Linked DNA regions of Mus musculus: all the other regions are linked to region 1. A link is a contact called in public Hi-C data. All regions are on one chromosome and are shown on one strand. Each heading gives the region's core, a stretch centred on a gene start, on an enhancer-like site or on the middle of the called end of the contact. The rest is flanking DNA. Distances are from core to core; before and after follow the strand shown.

Region 1 (4,596 bases), core at 1,218-3,717:
GGCAGAAACACAGCAGTTTTCACTGAGGCAGCACAGTACACTTTAGTTTGTGAGGTCTGTGTCTTTTAATCTCCATGATGCGGTATGGAGTTCATTTGGATGCCCTGAGCCCTTTGGCTCCACAGGCCTGGATTTTATTGTTGTAGATATTTACTGAGGCAACACACTGGGCTCACAAAGAAACTTTTGTTGTAGTTGTGGAGATTAGCACAGCATCCATGGCCTGTGTGGCTGCCAACCACCCACTGCATCCCTTTGACAAGGCGGGACGCCTTTCCCAGTGGGACCATGCTTTGCTTAGCAGACTTAAGTCTCATTAAGAATTCTCCTTAAATATTAAAGTGGTCTCTTGCCTACAAAAAAAAAAAAAAACAAACAAACAAACCTACTTCACCAAGTATATTCGAGTACATTTTTAAACTTAAACATCTTCTTGCCTGCTAACTAATCTCAAAATCTAGTTTGCCTATTCAAGCAGATGGCTTGCTCTATTACCTATGCAGCATATTGTACTAATTTTATGTGGGCCTCCAAAGACTGCACATCTACCCCCCGGAGCCTCTAATCTTTGGCCCCGGTTGCAAACTGATCCTCTGGTACATCTGTTAGGCACTTGAGCCATGCTGAGCAGGCAAGGCTTCGCCTGTCACACTGAGTTGTTAGCGTCAAGCTTCCTCTGCACCTTTGTCTTGCCCCAGCTTACTAACATTCTCTGTGGAGCATCTCCTGTAACAGGCTGTAGTCTGGACTATGGGAGAAGGGAGAGAATAAATCCAATGATAGCCTTCAAAGAGATCCTATCCAACTACCAAAATCACGGGTCATTATAATCACCCATACAGGACATTAGAATCAGCACATGCAGAGAGAACACTGTAAGGTCGGGGTCCTGGGGCGGGGGGTTACAGATAGCAGACTCATCAGCCCTGAATTTGAAATGAGACCTAAAGGCAGAGCCTAGGTCTTAGGATGTTGGGGGGTGAAAAGGAATGGGAGGCTAGAAGCTCTACTAGACAACACTAGTGCATTTGAGTCAAAAGATCTTGAGAACTGGAATTATTTCAGTGATGGTTACAGTGCCAGTGGGCTTTAAAGCAAAGAACAGTCATGGGTTGTTTGAGAGGTACCACAGTTAAAAATGGGTGAGTTGTTGTCAAGTTGAATGAAGAAATCAGATGTGAGCCTGGCTTTTCTTTCTTGGCCCCTGAGCTGCATTCTGAAGTTCAGTGGATAGCAGCTGCTTGTCCCTGGAATCAGTATTGAGGGGAAGGAGATAGTACTCAGGAGGACATCTAGAAGGACCCATGTACCATCCTCCCCCTGCCAAAAACCTATGCTCCCCCAGAGAATAACTGGTCCAGCAACCTTGGTCCCCAGGTTCTGGTGTCAGCCACAGCTACTGATTAATCTTGCCCATCAATTACAGTATTTGTGTGTGCATGTTCATCTGTTTGTTTACCCCCCTCCTGCTCTTCCTCCCCCACAGAGCAGGGAGCACTCACTTGCCCTGCCTCATAAGCAGTCTTCATTATCTACCTGAGCACAAATGCTTTGTTTTGATCAAGAAAATGAGCAACATCATGGAGAGCTCTGAGACATAAAAAGCATAACTTATTAGCAATTTAAAAACCTGTATAGAAGTTAAGTTGTGCTCTCAGACAAGTTGGCATTTCCATTCCAAACTCTGATCCTTTTCTGTATCCAGTACCTAGATGTTCAAAGTTATTGAGGCCTGGCATTTGCTTCCTGTGAAACTGGTGGGAGTGTGTGCTGGGTTGTAGAGGGAAAATGTGAGGGCTAAAATCCCAGGAGGCTGAAGGCAGGAGCCAAGAATGATAGCAGCATGGTACTCAGTCACCAGCAAGCTGATGGGCCCATGAGAGACACAGGTGATAGTTGCTGCTTCATTCACCACAGCAGCTCAGAAGTCAACAGCAAGACGTCCAGGTGTGTGCAACCCGTCTTCCTGCAAGCCTGTGCTTATTTCTGCTCACGTCCACATCATGGAGAGATCACTTACGTGTTCCCTTTCTAAGCTCTGAACACAGCTTACTTTTCTAAGCGGTGTTGTGTCAGGGAGAAAAGCACGTTCTGGTTCCTTCTCTATTAACTAATTATGACCACATTTATAGCCCAGAGGGTCTCAAGATAGCCCATGGAAACTCCACGCTGCCATGTGAAGTGTGGCGCACACACACACACACACACACACACACACACACAGCCTGTGGGTAGCACTACCTGCTGCTCCCAGTACCAGGTCTCAGGCGTAGGGTGGGAAGAGTGAATGCCCTCGTACAGATCTGAAGGCCATGCACCATGGGTCTGTATCCAGTTAGCTGTCTGCTGTATAAAATCAGTTTCTGTAGTGATGAGACATGCAGATGGGTCATTTTCTGTGTGTCCTGGCTACATGGAAATTCCTCTGCTTGTCTGCTGGGATCGTTTGAGTGACCTCAGAGGGAAAACACGCACCACCAGCTTAGACACTGTGGTGACTGTGACAGGCAGCTGTTCACTTAATCACTGCTGTGTCATTTCTATAGTAATGATCAAAACAGCAAAACTATCATAGATGCTCACTTTGCTCTGAAAACACATGGTCCACTTTTTCCCGGGGTGGGGGGTGGAGCAAGAAGTATCATTGTATGGTGGCTCCCTTGCTTTTTAGGGAGCGAGTATTAATGCATGACTCTTCTTCTGATTGCCTAACGTTTTATTCCACGGTTCCCAGACAGGCTTAGTGCACTAACAGCAGAGCTTAGAAGTCCCTCCAGCAACTCTGGCTTTGGCCAGAATCCACCTAGGTTGTAGACTGAACACTTGCTCAGGTGGTCATCATCCACTTCACATAGCTACCATGAGGACCAAATGACTGTGCTTATAAGATGCTTTCAATCTTTCCAGAGAAAAGTGGCCTGAAAATTTAAACTGTCTTCAGTTAAGGCAGGAGAGTTTTTGCTCCTGACTAGCCTAGAGAGCTCTCCTGTTCTCACATCTCTGCCCCTAAAGGCTCTCTTCTTCTTTTAAAATGTAATTGGAGAGCTGACAAGCAGGGCAGCCACAGCAGGAAGCAGGCCACCTTTAGGGGTGAGAAGTGTTAGCAAGAAGGGACAGCTGTGTTGGGCACACATGCACACATGCACAGGCTCTGTGTCTATGGTGTGTTTATACCACTGCAGAAAGGGATTCGTGGTGAAGCCCAGGCTCCACATGGAAAGGAAAGCAGAGCTTTATAAATGTCAATCCCAGCTCTTCAGGTACTGTCTGTGCAGCCTTAGGTAAGTTTCCTCAGCCCTGAGGACTTTGTTCAATTCCATGTAGTGCACAACAACACTGGATCTGTGCTGTTCCTCTAAGGCTTAGGTGGATGTGTTCTGTACTGCTCTTATATAGTAAGTACATAGATGGCAGCTGCCACTTCTGTGCCTCCACTTGGCAGTGCTAGAGAGATCTTCATTTTCTTTCTGTTTTTGTGCCACCAGAGAGTCTGTGTGAAGAAACTGAATATGGCAGCAGTATCTGCTTCACTACTAGCCAGTGAACAAGTCATCAACATTGGCCAAAGATGGGCACAGTAGTGGTCACATGCCTTCTGGGGAATACTGTCTGGTAGAGATTAATAGAAGCCAGAGTCTACTGCCAGTCTTTCAGCCTTCCATACCCTTTCCCAGCATTCTATGTCCTTGGCATGGGTGGCACATACTCAGGGAACTGAGGTAGAAGGACCTTGAGTTTGAAATCATCCTGTGCTATATAGACACTATGTCTCTAAAGTAAGTGCATGTGCACACACATGCACACATACCAACAAATCAGCAGCTTGCCATGTGGCCTCCCTGCCTCTAGCCTCTTCCTTGTTTTGAAGTCATGGTGGTCTGTTCTCACACCGTGCTAGGTGCTACTGGCTAGGCCAAGCCTTATCTATACCTTGTCTCTGTGGGACAGGCATGTAGGCCTGTCTTCCTACTCTGTGTCTCCTCCATCTCCACTGTTCCTGTCCTAGCATGCAGGACAGTGCAGCCTTTTCAACTACATGTTCAAGTGGTACCCCTTTCCTAGCCTCTCTGAGTGTTCTTCTTGGTATCCTCTACCCATTTATGTTCCTTGAGTGAGAAGATGGTCTTCCACATCACAGATGCATGTCCTATAAGCTGTAGCATCTTATGAAGCACCCATCATCTATTCTTCAGAGACAGTGAATCTCTGAGATGTTTTCACCTCAGCTCCCCTCTACTCTGGGCATGCTTGTCTCATGCAGATATTTGCGTGACCCTTGGGCTCCTTGCCTGAGGACTTGGGACAATGCTCAACACCTACTTTCTCAGTCTTTGCTCCCAGCCTCTCTTTATGCCACGAAAAGAAGAGTCTTGCAATGGAAATTCCACAAAGGAAATGATGTTGTGTCCTGAATTTACTCCTCTGTGGTGATGCCCAACAGCTGCTCACCATCTTTTGTAAAATCACTCAGAAATGGCAATTAAGTCACCACTCAGATGTTGCCTTTTCAGGACATGTAATCCCAGTTCCTATGAACTCTCAGATGCATCCTCTGTGTCTGACTCTGACCATGCATGCTACTAAGCATTCTAAGCA
Region 2 (4,372 bases), core at 1,653-4,152, 140 kb before region 1:
GTGTAAGAGATAGTCTCCCTCCGTGGGAAAAAGCAGTTTCGAGATAGCATGCCTCCCTGCACTGAGGCATCGTGATGTTTAGATCTTAAGCTTATTCCCTAGCTGCATCCAGAGAGTTCGAGCTTTCGGTTCATGCTTTGAAGGCCCCCTCTTTTTTTTAGGTTTTTAAGACAAGGTTGTGACTTGTAGCGCAAGCTGGCCCAGAACATACATAGTCCAGGCTGGTGTCATATCCTCAGTACTCTTGCCTCAGCCTCCCAAGTGCTGGAGTTCTAGGCATACTGGTCCATGCTGTTGTCACACTTGGCTTCTAAAAGCCTTTGGGTGGGAGTTTTGAGGCATGGTCTCATGGAGCCCAAACTTACCTTGAACTCCTGATTCTTCTGTCTGTACCTTTCAAATGCTGGGGTTACAGGTGTATGGGCATATGCCATGGACACATGGTCAACTGCAGCTTGTAAAAACTTTTCAGTAGAGAGTATGTGAGCTTAAATTACCATAGTACATTGTTTTTCTGTGTAAATACATTTTTAAAAACCCCATAGAGGCTCAGTAGTTGGCCATCTTGGCTCCTCGTCTTTAGGTGGGTGTTGTAGCCTTTTTAGTTGAATGTTTACAAGCAGACACTTTTGATTTCTTTCTCATAAGGTGATGTTATGAGTCCAGGACTTTGGCTTGAGTCCAGTCTTAGTAACTCTATTCTTGCAGTCACTTTATCCTGGCAGTTTTATGGGTCTCCATTTTTTTACCCACCCCCCCCCCCCAACCATAACCAGGCCTCACTGGGGCTGGTAATTCTTGAAGCATTATGGTGGAAGGTGAGGCTTGTTTACATAGCTGTGTGGATCTCCTGATCACAGGCCTTGGGTGTCTGGAAGATACTTCATAAACCTCAAGAAGAATTATTGTTACAACCTGCCCAAATTGAGGCAGGTAAGCACTTAGAGATTCTTCAGTGTCTGGTGAATCACAGTAGCACCCACAGCTAGAATTATAATCTGCAATTTAAGGTTACAGGGTTTTTCCATTGTGTCTGAATAGAGGGCATGTTAACAGATGAAAAAATAGAATTCTCTTTGATGTTGGTTTCTTTAGCTATATAAGTTCTCTTGAGGCCTGTGAGTCAGACCCTAGGAATTTTCTTTCAATTCCTCCTTTGCCTTTCTGGGAGTAACATGACAATGGGGCTAGCTGGGTTCTGCTCTGTTTCACTCGAAGGTTGATTTCATTACATTTATACTGAAAGTGCATTAGAAAGGGACCAGAGACATAGCTCAGTTGGTAGAGTACTTACCTAACATGCAGGAAGCCCTAGGTTCAATTCCCAGCACTATGTAAACCAGGCATATGCCAGTAATCCCAGCACACAGGAGGTAGAGACAAGATGATCAGGAGTTCAAGGCCATTCTCATCTACATGGTGAGTTTAAGGCCAGCCTGGGATGCATGACCCTGTCTCCAAAGCCCAAAAGGATATTGAAAAGAGTGCTCTTTTCAGAAGTGCCAGCCTCTGGCAAGTAGTGTGAAGAATGCCTAGATTACTTTTTGATAAGCTGTGATTTTTTTTTTTTTTTGAACACTATACCTATAACTGTCATTGGTTCATTGTCCTACCTCACCCCAGGTCACTTATTCTAGGATTTTCCAGAATGGAATCTTTAATTTGCCTATAGACAGGTACATAGCGGCTCATAGCTGTAATCCCAGTACTTGAGAGATAGATTCAGAAGAATCAGAAGTTGAAGGGTAGCCTCAGCTATATCCTGAGTTCAGAGCTACCTGGGCTCCATGAGTTCTCAATGAAAAGTCAATAAATAAAACGGCTATTGCATCTCTCCCTCTCTAAGAACTGTCAGTAACTTCAACAGTTTCTCTATGATGATATTTGAGATCACATTACTGAAGGTAGAATTTACTTTAATTTGGGTGGAAGGTTGCTTTATTGTTTCAAATCTTATCCACCCATGACCCCCATAATTCTAAGATCTATAAGATCGTTGCTTTCATTAGCTTAGATTGAAATCACTCAGTCACTTCAGGCACCTCAATAAATATTTGACCTATAATTTTCACTGCTGCCCAAAAGCAAACAAGCCAATACTTAAACTGCCTTTTCTATCTTTTTTTTTTAAAGATTTACTTATTTATTATATGTAAGTACACTGTAGCTGTCTTCAGACACACCAGAAGAGGGCATCAGATCTCATTATGGATGGTTATGAGCCACCATGTGGTTGCTGGGATTTGAACTCAGGACCTTTGGAAGAGCAGTCAGTGCTCTTACCCACTGAGCCATATCTCCAGCCCCACTGAACCGCCTTTTCTAATAAACCTGTTTGAACCACTGTCTTCTTTTGTGTTGTCCAGGTATGATAACACCTGCAATCATATGGAATACCCTTGCAGGTTCCAGAGTGCGTCCGCTGCCTCCCAGGACATCATTCCTTATCGAGTGTTTGCCCCAGTGTGCCTTGAGGGTGCCTGCCAAGAGGCCCTGCTGTGGCTGATCCCTTCTTGCCTCTCAGCTGCACACTCTGTCCTGGGAACACACCCTTTCTCCCGGCTGGACATACTCATTGTCCCCACCAACTTTCCAAGTCTGGGAATGGCCAGGTATGCTGCTCATCATGGCATGTGGAACATGCTTAAAATGTCTAGGAACTAATAGAGGAATATTTTTCTCAAACTCTGTCAGGAGTTTCGTTTGCTTTGGGTAGAAGGGGTTCATTGTTCCCTCCTGGATATCTTACTGCTAGCTTCAGGGGATAGTTTTCATGATTGCTCAGTTGTTGTTAGCTTGGGTGATGAGAACTTACTGCTAATGAGTCCAAGGTCATACGTCAGACTCTAAGCACAGTAACAAAACCTGGTCCCAGGGCCACAGCTGTTCACCTAATCCTGACCAGCTGCCTCATCCATTCTCACCATTGGTCACAAGGCTACAACTTGAGAGCCCCATGTCAGAGCATGAATCTATCCACAGTGCTGGAAAAACAGCTAAAAGCAGATGGTTTACTGTGGGGGAAGGATATAACGACTTGTTCCTGTCTTTAATACAGTAAATGAATTATTTTTACTGTGCCTCCATCTGATTCTGACAAAAAGTAGAAACTTGCTAGTTGACCCTTTGCTCTGTTAATTACAGTCCCACTGTCTATTCACACAGTGATGGGAGAACAGCTCTGTCCCACAGAGAAAAGATGGCGCATGAACCTTGACTATGCTTCTGTTTGCAACTCCTAATCACTAACAGGGCTGTGCTTGACTAGGGTGGGAAAGCAAGCTCATCAGACATGTGGCTTTGAGTTTTTCCCTATTAGTCAAGGAAATTCTTGCTGCCAATTAATTTCCATGCTTTTGAACAGCTGTCATTTGTGGTGTCACCCCCCCCCCCAAAAAAAAAAAAACCCTGCACACATTTTTGGTAAAACCCTTGAGTAGAAAAGAACTGTCCAGAACATTTGCTTTTGATCTTTACTATACACACACACACACACACACACACACACACACACACAAACACTATACACACACATATACACCCCACACCACATTTTTAAAGGCTTGCTGTAATCCTTGAAGAGGTCTCAGAAAATTGTTTAGACTGATTTTTATCCTGTATTTATAAAGATAATGGGAATGTAAAAACTAGGATAATTATATATATGTGGTTGCATGCATTATATAATTGTCTTGATGTCTATATATAGTTTGTCTTAACAAGGAGACTTCTTTGGTTCCTTTGAAGAACTTATTGGTGAAGAAAGGGTTGTTCATTAAATGCATCTCATTTGTATACAGTTTTGAGGGGTTATATTTGTTTGGGAGGTTTTAGCACTTTATGAGCATTGTTTTTCAGGACATATTTGCTAACAACTATATGTTCTAGCCTGGGGGAACCAAAAGCAAAGTATTTTTCATGCATAGAACTTCTTGATAGCTCCTTCTTGAGACACAGTCTGCCAGAAGTAGAATGTGCTAACCTGCAGACTATTCTGTAAGCTTTTCCTTCCAAGTCTGCATGCCCAAGCAGGCAGATGGTAAAATTTTTGTTTTTTGAGATATTTAACATGATTTAATTATTCTTAGTGCTATATTTTTAAAATAATATACCTAAGTACCTGAAAGACAAATGGTGCTGTGTACTAAATGTCAAAACTGGGGTGTTAGCAACAACTTAGCCACCATGAGAGTGCTGTTAGGCTTCAGAACTGGAGAACTGTACAGAATTCTCAAATAGATCCTCCATCCCCACCCTACCTTTCCTTATTAGTCAGGAAATAGTCTGTTCTGGTTAAGTTATCTCCCGTATTTTGCTACTGTTCTTTGCAGTTGAACTGTGGAAGGGTGATTATGGTGTTGTGTACTCCTAG
Region 3 (4,810 bases), core at 2,139-4,638, 160 kb before region 1:
ACAGTGTATTTACATATAATAAATAAATAAATCTTTAAAAAAAAAAAATAGGAAGAGATAGAGCACAGCCAGGGAGTGTGTGAGAGAGCAGGGAGGGAGGGAGAGAGCAGGGAGGGAGAGAGAGCAGGGAGGGAGGGAGGGAGAGAGCAGGGAGGGAGAGAGAGAGCAGGGAGGGAGGGAGAGAGCAGGGAGGGAGGGAGAGAGCAGGGAGGGAGAGAGAGCAGGGAGGGAGGGAGGGAGAGAGCAGGGAGGGAGAGAGAGAGCAGGGAGGGAGGGAGGGAGGGAGAGAGCAGGGAGGGAGAGGGAGCAGGGAGGGAGGGAGAGAGCAGGGAGGGAGGGAGAGAGCAGGGAGGGAGAGGGAGCAGGGAGGGAGGGAGGGAGAGAGCAGGGAGGGAGGGCGAGAGCAGGGAGGGAGAGAGAGAGCAGGGAGAGAGGGAGAGAGCAGGAAGGGAGAGAGAGCAGGGAGGGAGGGAGGGAGGGAGGGAGAGAGCAGGGAGGGAGAGAGAGCAGGGAGGGAGGGAGGGAGGGAGGGAGGGAGGGAGGGAGGAAGGGGGACAAATCATTCTAGTCATAAGGAGGATGAGTAGCTGCAGGGAGGGACTCCTGGGGGTGGAAAGCTCATTTCACAGGTTCCTCAGGAATGCTGGCTTTTATCTACCCTGCAGAAATCCTTCTACAGTCCAGGTTGACCTCCTTTCTAAATATATGTACTCTCTAAGACCTAACACCCACTCAGGTCTGGATGCTTTCAGACGCCAGCAAACTTCAGCCTTTTGACCAGCCCTGTTCACTGCCTGGTTTTGTAAATAAGTTTTATTGGGTTTTAACTGCTGCCTGGGGCCTCTTCCAAGCACAGGTGAGTGTTTGCAAGGAAGGCTCACAGGACCAGAACCTTTTCTCTACTCCTTTACCAAAAATGTTTCCTGATTTCTACCCCATTTGTCTTTTCTCAGTCTGTATATTTAAAGATTATCATTAACAGTTAAGAATAATTGGGAGGCTGGGGTAGGAGGAACAAGAGTTTGAGGTCAGGCTAGACTGTACAGTGAGACCCAGCCCCCCACAAAATCCTGAGAAATTATTAAACTTAACATTTTCACAGACAATGTTCACACTTTCAGGAACATTTGTGAGCCTTTTCTCTTCTTTAGAATTCCAGGTAAGGGCAAAGTTTTCATAAAGAGACGCTCACTGAAGTTTGATGTTCACACTTCTAACACCCCAGCCTGTATAACAAAACATTTACTAGCCCAACCCGAGGACCAGTGGAGGTAGAAAAGGAGAAAGAACTCTCCCCAGAGCTGGAGTTTATCAAAAGACACGCAGGGAACCATATTGCTAAAGCCCATGGATGGGACTTGAGTGGTTGTTATGGAGTGTGGGCATCATTCACAGCTGTGTCTGTGGACTTCAGACAAGAGGAGTGTGTGGTAGATGGTAGGAGATGATGTTCCCTGTAGGCCTGCTTTCTGGGTCCCTGACTCTGCTCTATACAACCTCTAGAAGCATGAGCAATACAACCCTGCCCAGCCTAGCTCATCCCTGCCCATCACAGTGACACTTCATCAGCCCTATTAGCACATTTACCAGACACCAGCTGACTTACTGAGAAGGCTCTCAGTAAGTTGGGAGCCAGCCTCCATCTGGGGCTAATCAGAGAAATGGTAGCAGCCATTCAGCAAGAAACAAAAATTAGAAGAGAGCCCTCTGAGTCTGTGTTCCATGAGGAAATCATTCCTCCTGATGGTCCTTTAAAGGAAGGCTAATGGTTAGGGGCTGTTGGGCAATGAGTATCATAAGAATTTTATTAGCTAAGTAGTCATTATTCTTTTTTTTTTCTTCCCCAGAAAGGCCACAGATGAACTTGTTTAACTCCTACTCACCTTCCTCAGCATGAAGCCATTTTGGCAGAAATGTTACCCATTGATCTATGCCAGTCTCTCCATCTCTACCTGCTATGCTTTGTGTTTAATAGGGCTCAGAAATGTATCTGTTGAATATGGTCTATGAAATCAAATGGAAGTAGCTCCTGGCAGAGGCATTTAAAACCACATAGTTAATGACAGAGGCAATACCATGTTCATAGCTTCCCCTATGAACATGGTTGCTGGTTTCTACCACACATGTTTAAAAAGAAGATCACTATGCTATCACTTTCCTCTAGTAATTTTTGTTTGTTTCTTCAAGATTTTATTTTTAAGTTGTGTTTACTTGAGTGTAGTGCTAGCAGAGGCCAGAAGAGGGCATCAGATCCTCTGGAGCTGGGGTTTTAGGTAGTTGTGAGCCCCTGGATGTGGGTGCTGGCAACCAACCTTGGCACCTCCAAGAGCAGTGTGTGCTCTTAGCTTCTGAGCTGTCACTCCAGCCCCCTGGCTTTACTTTTATAAATCTAATTTGGCATATTCCTACTCCTCAAATTAATGATTTTTTTTTAGGATCTTTGTCTGGTTCCCCCCCCCCCCATTTTTCAATTGTAAAGAGCATAAACGTTATTTCACTTTGGGCAAAATGCTATTCTCTGTCTGGACTGTACAATATGTCAGCTCTCTGACATTCTCTTCCGTATGACTGGGAAATTCCAGGAAAAATGACTAAGGAGCAAGACTCTCCCAGACAAAAAGCCAGCTTCCCCCACCCTATTTTGATGGCTCAAAATAAATAGCAGTGTTGAGAATGCTCCACATTCTCTCCATGTGAGAAGGCAGTAAATTAAAAAGCTTTAGGGGTGGCTATGATCAAGTAAGTACTTTGCCCACAAAAAGGAAATGCAAGGTAGAGTGTCCTAGTTTTGGAAGTAGAACCTCGGTACTGCATGCAGATGCTATGAAGAAGTGGGGTGGGCGTGCCTTAGAGTATACTTCACAGTGAACGTATTCCTTGTTTCCAGTAGACAGCTGCCCTCACATTGTGAGGGTTGTGTTTGGCTTTTCTATTGCTCATGTGGACTCAGATGATGTCTTACACTTTCCAGGGCTTTCATTCTGTGATTTGCTGTTCACTAGCTTGCTTGCCTCCTTGCTCTGCTTAGTATATACACAGAGTATGTTAGGATTTTTTTTTCTCTCTCTCTCAGACCACAGTGCTTCTGCCAGCATGTTTTATTTGCCCATTCTCACTGGTGTAAAATTTTTCTTGGATTAGACATACATGAATGTTTGCATGCAAGGCATTAATGTTTGTCTTGTGACCAACCATCTGGAAAGGTGGTATTCAGCCCACTGATGTCCTTTGTGTTTCAGGGGAGCTACTCATCTTCATTATGGTCATGTCTATCTAGGAGATCTGGTAGACTGGTGCCAGTGTTCCTTTAGGGAAGCCTTGAAACCATGGGATGCTCACAATCTACACAGCCCCTCTCGCTTCAGCAGGTGGCGCTCTTTTACCTTTGAAGGTTATTCTCTCCTAGTCGTCTGTGTCCAGGGCTATACTTCCTGCAAAGAGAGAGACCTGAGACCTCTGTGTAGGGTGGCATTGGCCTGTGAAGCCATTGTCTGGCCTGGTAAGGGAAAGCTGATGGGCATTGGCCCACCTGATGCCAGTTTCAGCCCTCGAACAATAGTGAGGAAGACTGATGTGGACAAGGCTTTGCCAGAGGGGCCAAAAGCTCATAAAGTAGGTCATGTAATTGCAGTGTCTCAGTTGTAACAGAAAGAATGCTGGGGTTTGCTGAAGTACCTGGGGATGGAGAAGGATACCATGAGGGGAAGAACAATGAAATGAGGAGCCTGCATTCCTTCCAGTGTGTACATAGTGCTTACACATGTTCCTGTGGTGTTCATATTTATATAATGTGGTTATCATATACTCATAAATGCACGTATTCCTATACAGCTTGCATTTGTAATGACCTTCCCAAAGCATTACTGCCATATGGAGTAATTTGGGCAGGGAGCTCTGAAGAAGGGATTGTGGCTAGAGAAATAGTCTTAAGATAGGAACTACATTGGATCTGAGAAGAGAAACATGATATGTCACATAAGAGCACACTGACATCACTGAGGGCTTCACTCTGTTGGTCTACCCGACAGCAGAAAGCTTCCAAGGTTACATGAGTGCTTCCAGTAGGAAAACTTTGTATGCCCTTTTAAATTTTCAGAGAAAACAACAATTTCTTTTTAAAATCTCATGTATCTGGCTGGCCTTAAACTGGTTTTTGTTTATTGATTTTTATTCTTGTTGTTATTTTTTAAATTAAGACAAGATCTCATGGTGATCAAGCTAGCCTCAAGCTTGCTATGCAGTCAATCATGAACTTGAATTTGTGTCCTACCTTTACCTCCCAGGTGCTCACATTGCAAATGTGTCCCACCATATCTTGTCTAAGCCGTGCATGGGATTTAACCAATTTAATTTCCCTGTACGCAAGGCAAGGACTCTGCCAATTTAACAACAACCTTTTGCCACTAACTCTTTAAATATCAGGCATTCTTGCCTGTGCAGAAATAGCTGTGTGTGATGGTTGCTGCCTTTGGAGTTTTAGTGATATACCAGGTATACAGGACTTGACTACCCACATTAGTTTACTATTGCTAATTGATATGACCAAAATGTGTCTACAGGACTTTGATTTTCTAATTTTTTCATTTTATAAAAATGCCCGTCTCAAATATTTAAGATTTTCACAAGTGTAAGATACAAAGTCACACTCACATCCCCTTGGTATCCGGCTGTCACCCACCGAGCTGAGGCTGACTCCTTGTCATCTTTGCCTCTCCTCACTTGTACCTTATTACCTCCTTATGAAGAGAGTCTCCAAAGCTGTTCTGAGGACAGTTTTCCAAGCAGTGAATGAAGCAGCACCTCAGGTGAT

What was found. A called contact is a pair of places that touch in the nucleus more often than the background predicts.
Region 2: a Hi-C map of muscle stem cells shows a contact between it and region 1, with 2.0 times the contacts expected there. The contact joins two enhancer-like sites. A contact is called at or near these places in 3 of 484 Hi-C or Micro-C datasets (bone marrow-derived macrophages, muscle stem cells and nephron progenitors) and 2 of 9 other capture datasets (adipose tissue and liver).
Region 3: a Hi-C map of muscle stem cells shows a contact between it and region 1, with 3 times the contacts expected there. The contact joins two enhancer-like sites. A contact is called at or near these places in 1 of 15 datasets of contacts at CTCF or cohesin (large pre-B cells), 6 of 484 Hi-C or Micro-C datasets (the HL-1 cell line, bone marrow-derived macrophages, embryonic fibroblasts and 2 more), 1 of 115 datasets of contacts at active chromatin or transcription factors (pancreatic cancer cells) and 1 of 9 other capture datasets (embryonic stem cells).

What each region holds. Positions count from the first base shown.
Region 1 is chr13:63,203,479-63,208,074 of GRCm38.p6, forward strand. All of the region lies in intron 10 of Aopep (aminopeptidase O), which reads left to right. Among named protein-coding and RNA genes, the nearest start is that of Gm30409, 73 kb to the left of the region's middle. Within about 2 kb of position 2,468, at least 24 of the 459 cell types and tissues checked have an H3K27ac peak or open chromatin away from gene starts, as enhancers often do. A contact at or near this core is called in muscle stem cells, where this site is marked.
Region 2 is chr13:63,065,674-63,070,045 of GRCm38.p6, forward strand. Aopep (aminopeptidase O) reads left to right here. Exons shown (of 16, transcript NM_001289926.1): 5 at 2,367-2,612. Among named protein-coding and RNA genes, the nearest start is that of Gm46422, 27 kb to the right of the region's middle. Within about 2 kb of position 2,903, at least 14 of the 459 cell types and tissues checked have an H3K27ac peak or open chromatin away from gene starts, as enhancers often do. A contact at or near this core is called in muscle stem cells, where this site is marked.
Region 3 is chr13:63,043,438-63,048,247 of GRCm38.p6, forward strand. The region is part of intron 3 of Aopep (aminopeptidase O); the gene reads left to right. Among named protein-coding and RNA genes, the nearest start is that of Gm46422, 49 kb to the right of the region's middle. Within about 2 kb of position 3,389, at least 75 of the 459 cell types and tissues checked have an H3K27ac peak or open chromatin away from gene starts, as enhancers often do. A contact at or near this core is called in muscle stem cells, where this site is marked.